2 separate regions of the Ovis aries genome follow, and region 2 is linked to region 1. A link is a contact called in public Hi-C data. All regions are on one chromosome and are shown on one strand. The core of a region is the stretch at or near the end of the contact, and the rest is flanking DNA. Distances in the headings are between cores, read along the strand shown. Region 1 holds the start of HAPLN3 (hyaluronan and proteoglycan link protein 3). Region 2 overlaps ABHD2 (abhydrolase domain containing 2, acylglycerol lipase).

The links. A called contact is a pair of places that touch in the nucleus more often than the background predicts.
Region 2: a Hi-C map of hypothalamus shows a contact between it and region 1, with 4 times the contacts expected there. The contact joins the enhancer-like site here to the promoter of HAPLN3 in region 1. A contact is called at or near these places in 8 of 16 Hi-C or Micro-C datasets (hypothalamus, liver, mesenteric adipose tissue and 4 more).

The regions. Positions count from the first base shown.
Region 1 is chr18:19,795,099-19,797,893 of ARS-UI_Ramb_v3.0, forward strand. HAPLN3 (hyaluronan and proteoglycan link protein 3) reads right to left here and starts at 1,352. Exons shown (of 4, transcript XM_060401388.1): 1 at 1-1,352.
Region 2 is chr18:19,997,896-20,000,690 of ARS-UI_Ramb_v3.0, forward strand. The region is part of intron 6 of ABHD2 (abhydrolase domain containing 2, acylglycerol lipase); the gene reads left to right. Among named protein-coding and RNA genes, the nearest start is that of RLBP1, 41 kb to the right of the region's middle. Within about 2 kb of position 1,411, at least 20 of the 54 cell types and tissues checked have an H3K27ac peak or open chromatin away from gene starts, as enhancers often do. A contact at or near this core is called in hypothalamus, liver and tail adipose tissue, where this site is marked.

The sequences.
Region 1 (2,795 bases), core at 102-2,601:
GCTCTGAGCCAAAACAGCTTAGTTTCTGGTCTGGGAGTGGTTTTTTTTCCCCCTAGCTCACTAATGTATTAGAGTGACCAAAACAAGATGCGTGGATTCCCTGATTCCTGACGACCCATCCTTTGCTTTTCCCAGCCACCACTTGCCTTAGGACCCCTCCGCACATCAGAATAAGCTGAACCCAGACTTGTTAGGAAGATGAGCTACAGCCGAGTACCCAACTGCACCACCGGACACCACACGTCTCCCTGACACCAGCAGAGGGCAGCCTTGCCCTCCAGGTCTCCATCAGCCCGCGCCCGGAGAGGAATTTGACTTCGGTGCCCCAAGCCCTTTGAAACCTGCGGTTCCCGGAAAGTAGAAGTCCGGAGGTGTTTCCTACCGGCATTCCCAGCCCGCTGGCTCATGCAGGGCTGTGGGAGAGGGGCCAGGCCGCCTCTCGGTCACCTCCTCCTGCGGCAGAGGGCAAAAGGCCCTCCGGAGGTCAGCGCTGGGAGTCAAGGTCCAGATCGGGTCACAGGCTGCTGAAGGCCACCCAGCGAGTTGGTGACAGAACTGGGTCCAAGTGTCCGGCGCTGTTTTGGGGGTTGTTTTTTTTTTTTTTTTTCCTGGCTGCTCAGGAGCCCTAAATTCCTCCCTAAAGGATACCATCTCCCACCCAGGACTTCACTCTCCGCGCGCTCCGACTGTTCCCTAAATTAGAAACCCCACTGAACCCAGGCCTGAAACCCACGAGCATCCACTGCGCTTGCCCTGAGGGCCAGAGCAGGCAGGCAGAAGACCACCCGCCCGCTGCCTCAGGAGGTGTCCCCAGCCCCTCGCAGTGTTCCCGACGCCAGTCCCCGCTCCCGCCCCCAACAGATGAGCATCCAACAGATGCCCCGGGGCAGAGCCCGGTGCCTGGGGCGCTGTGCCGGAGGCTGCGGGATGAGTTGCGAAGAGACCCGGTGGGAGAGAGGAGACCCGGGAAGTGGTCTCAGAGGCCACTGGTTTCCCTCTGAATTGGCCTCACCGGCCAGGGTCCAGGCACAAGGGTCCCACGCAAGTCAGCCCACGCCGCGCGCTGCTCTGAACCCGCGGGCGCCCGGGGCGCCCCCAACCGGCGGCGGCGATCACAACTCGGCCCCGGCCCCACGGGGCCCGGCTCACTCCTCCTGCCGGCTTCCCCAACCCTGCCCGGGAAGCGTGGGGCTGAGAAAGCAAGAAGAGAGGAATTGGTCCACAGGGCGCCCCAGGAGCCCGGCCACCCCTGAGCTACGTACCGTCCCCAGGCGGCTCCTCGACGGCTCGAACGCTCTGGGCTGCGGGGCTGATCCGGTCGGAGGAAGCAGACGGACTCAGGGATCTTGAATGGCCAGAAGGGAAGCGGCTGCGGACGAACCCCCGCGCTCCCGCCGGGCCAGCCCCTTAAAGGAACACACGCCCCTTTCCCTCCCTTGGGCTGGGCCCAAACGGAGGTGGTGCGACAGATTTGGGCGGCCTCCAGACTTGCCTGGAGACCACCCCAAACCGGCTGGAGACCACCCCAACCTGCGGAGCATCTGGCAGGCCGCGCGGTGAAGGGAGTGCCCAGGAGCTGAGGCTGTCATATTCAGGGGCGTGGAAAAGGAGCGTTCGCAGAGGGTCTCAGAACGTGCCGGTTTACCAAAAGCAACGGGACTAAGCAGGGGGTAGCCTCCCCCCACCCCACCTCCACACTGCGATTGGGCTATGGCCGACTCCCACCTTCAGGTGGGGGAGGGGTGGCCGTTCTCACTTGCTTTTCGCCCAGAGAAGGCAAAGGGGCGCTGACATCCCTCCTGCCCTAGTTTGACTGTCAGGAAATCTGCCTTTCGGCTAACTCAGCATCAGGCACGGGGAGGCTGCCCCTAGTAGGTGGGGCTTGAGTGAGTAGTCCTGGGAGCGGGAAGGGGGAACACAGGATGGGCAGATGGTGCTCCCAGCAGCCTGCAGGGGCGATCAGGCTTCTGCCTGATCCTCTAACAGGGGTGACTCGGCTTTAGAATCCTGACCTGTCAGGACAGCTATCAGGCAGCCAGCTCCAAGGATGCCTGTTTGGGCTGGGTGTTTAATTTTCCCTCCATGCCAACAGGAGGCCTGGTCTGGAAGCCCCAGTGGTTCCTCAGCAGCCAAGCCTAAGGAGATCTTTCCGCCTTGACCAAGCGGTCACTGAACCCGGAACCTCTTCCTAAATGCACCTTGACAGTATGTGTGTGTGTGATTTGCCAGGAGCATCTCAGAGCACAAAGAGCTGCTGTAGTAGAGCGTGTGTGCTCAGTCGTGTGCTCCTGTGACCCCATGGACTGTAGCCCGCCAGGCTCCTCTGTCCATGCGATTCTCCAGGAAAGAATACTGGAGTGGGTAGCCATTCCCTTCTCCATGGTGGACTAAATTGCACCCAAAGTGAATGTCAGCCTGATGGGCAAAAGGGCACCAGTGCAGTTTCCTCCCCAAGGGAGAGCTGTCAGAAGCCTGGGTGCAGAACGGAGGGGACTGCGGAATGAGTAGGATGTAAGTTACAATCAGGAAACCCTTGCAAGCTCTGGTGACAATGACCCAGGTTTCCGAGGCCCCTGATGAGCCCGGCTTTGCATCAGTGCTTCTGTACATTCTCTCCATCCAACCCAAGGCCAGGGAGTTGGTCCTCTTATGTCCGCTTTACAGGTGGGAAATGAGGCTCAGAGGGATTTAAGTAAATTGCCCAAGATCACTCAGAGCCAGGATTTGAACCCAGAGTCTCCAACTTGGAGGCTTCCCTGGTAGTTTAGATGGTAAAGAATCTGCCTGCAATGCAG
Region 2 (2,795 bases), core at 161-2,660, 200 kb after region 1:
ACACACACATACACATACATACACATTCATGTACACACACCCATACACATACACACTCACAAACATGCACATTCATATATACGCACCCATACACATACACACATGCACTCACACACATACACACTCATATACACACACATCTCTCCACACTCTTTAAATGCATTCATATTTTTTCCTATATTCACTCTTCATGATAATGTCTTTTATATTATAAATGGTTCATGAAAAAATCTAAAATCAGACACAAAAAAATAAAAAACAAACTCCCTGCCCTGATTGATTCAATCTAATACCACAGTCCTTGTAGACAATCCTTACTTACTGCCTCATCTGTATCTCTCGATATCGTTTAAACCTATTTTGTCATTTTCTAATGGATAAGGGGCTATTTCTAAAAATATCTATTACTGGAATTTGAAATCAACAAATCCAAAGGGCAAATGCTGGCTCAGAATTCAGACTCTGCCCAAGCCTTAAAGCTTGGCCAAAATGGAGAATTTAAATGTACCCCAAAATAGGCAGGAAATACTGCCCTGCTGGAACGTTTCCTGAGTTCCAGGGGTGAGGCCTGGGTCCCAGTTATCCTCACCTGCAGTATGGGGGTGATAATAGTTGGAACCTACCCTGTGGTGCCTTGGTGAGGGTCAAATGAGTTCATGAGAATGAACTATTTGGAACAGTGCCAGGCACGTAGAAAGTTGTCAGTAACTACCAATTATCGCCATTATGCATTGTGAAATGAGAAGTGGGCTACATCAGTGGATCACAAAGACCAGTCTAGAGAACTAATCACTTGGAGGATCATGATAAAAATAAATTCATTTTCTCAGGCCCCAGCCCTGGAGATCCTGATTCATGAGTCTGGGGCATGGGGCCAGGAATCTGCTTTTGGACACATTTCACGAGTGACTCCTGAGGTGTTAGACACGTTTAGCAGTCGTAAGCCCAGGGACCTTAGTGGTCTCTCCAGCTCTATTGCAGGCTAGGTTAGTCTCCTCATCCTCCCATTGGGAATCCTCCCTTTAAATTCCCCTCTACACTCTGGTTTGAACCGGGACATGTTCCTTTGTGTTGACTTGGCTAGAAATACCCAACTCCCGATTCTCAGCCATGATGTAACCAGAGTTACCCAAAGCCCCATCCTTGCCAGTAACTGGGATCTTAGAGCAATGAGCAGAGGGCCCCGCCCCAGGATCCCGGGGAGACCAACTCTCGTCTGACTAGCGGTCCAGTTTTTGGCCAGGCTTCTAGTGTCTGTAAAAATCAGAGTCCCTTCCTAAACCAAGCGTTGTCAAGTGACTAGAACACTGACTTCGTGTTCAGAGAGCACTGCGTTTGACAGGAAGGAGAAAGTAGGACAGGCTTGTTTTCCCCGTTTTTTAACGCACAGAATCGTCAATTAACAGCCTTGTTTCATTTTACTGCAACAGCGCCATCTGCTGTTGGCCACGCACACGACTCGCACAATTGAGGATCCCAGGTGTGGGTTTAAGCTAGGAAGCTAACCAACATCTGTGAGGTGCTCTATGCACCTTGCAGACGTGGTCCACACCACTTCTCCTTGAGGCCTTAGAGATCTTCATATTCATAATCATTTTCACATCAGTCATCTGCAAAGAGGAGAGAAACAGGCAACTTTATCCTCTGGAGCAAAGAGATCCAGGCTAAGATCCTACACCCTACGCACAGGAAAACTGGAGGCAGATCAAAGAGACACGGCCGTCCTGTGTGTGCTGGGGCCGCTCAGGCTCAGGTCCCCTCAACGTTTTAATGAGATCTACTCGCCAGGAGACAGTGCCTTACTTTCAACCAGCGTAACCTTTTTTTTCCTGCCGAGGCTTGCGGGCAGTGAGCCTTTTCCACGCTGGAATGATGGCAGCCATGCTTCCTTTACACGGAGGTGAAGCGGGGAGGGCCCATCTGCTGCTGCAGGGGCCACACAGGAGTTCATGCTTCTGGTAAATCCCTCCCCTAGTTGAGTCTCCAGAACCGCTCGTCAGTGATCCGTCCTCTCCCTCTGGCTTCTCATCCCGTAACGCACCTCCCCACTAGCTAGAGCCTGTTCTAGGCTCAGAAGCCAGCCCCCGCTTGCTGTAGTTAGCAGAGTCTAGCTGCTGCTAAACTAGCTCACGCTTGATGAGGTGCTGAACCAGCAAAGGAGGATGACAGATGTCCCCAAACTACATTGTATCCAGCAGACTTAACTCCTTCCCTCAGCACAAACAGCTGGCAACTAGCCCTGGAAATGTGTGTGTTCAGACTCAACCTGACTCTCTGGTTTAATTAATCATTTAACGCTGTTAAGAAGACATGCTGCGTGCCCTGTTGTTCAGTCATGTACGACTCTTTGCAACTCCATGGACTGTAGCCTGCCAGGTTCCTCTATCCATGGGATTTTCCAGGCAAGAATACTGGAGTAGGTTGCCATTTCCTTCTCCAGGGGATATTCCTGACCCCTGGATCGAACCCACATCTCTTATATCTCCTGCATTGCCAGGCAGATTCATTACCACTGAACCACCTGGGAAACCCCTGATTAGAAATTGGGGCATCTTGAAAGAACTTTATTGGTTGAGATAGGTAGATATATGGATGGGTAAAGCACTTCTTGGAGCCATCCGCTTCCCAGGCTGCCATTCTCTATCTTCATGAGATGCATGCCCAGGAGCCTGCCCATCCCCCAGACCTCTTCAGCTGAGGCCAGAATTCAGACCCATTCTTAACACCACCAGTTGGCCAGCTCTCCACTCACTACATGTACCCTTGTCTGCCGAATTTCAACCACTAGCAGAAGC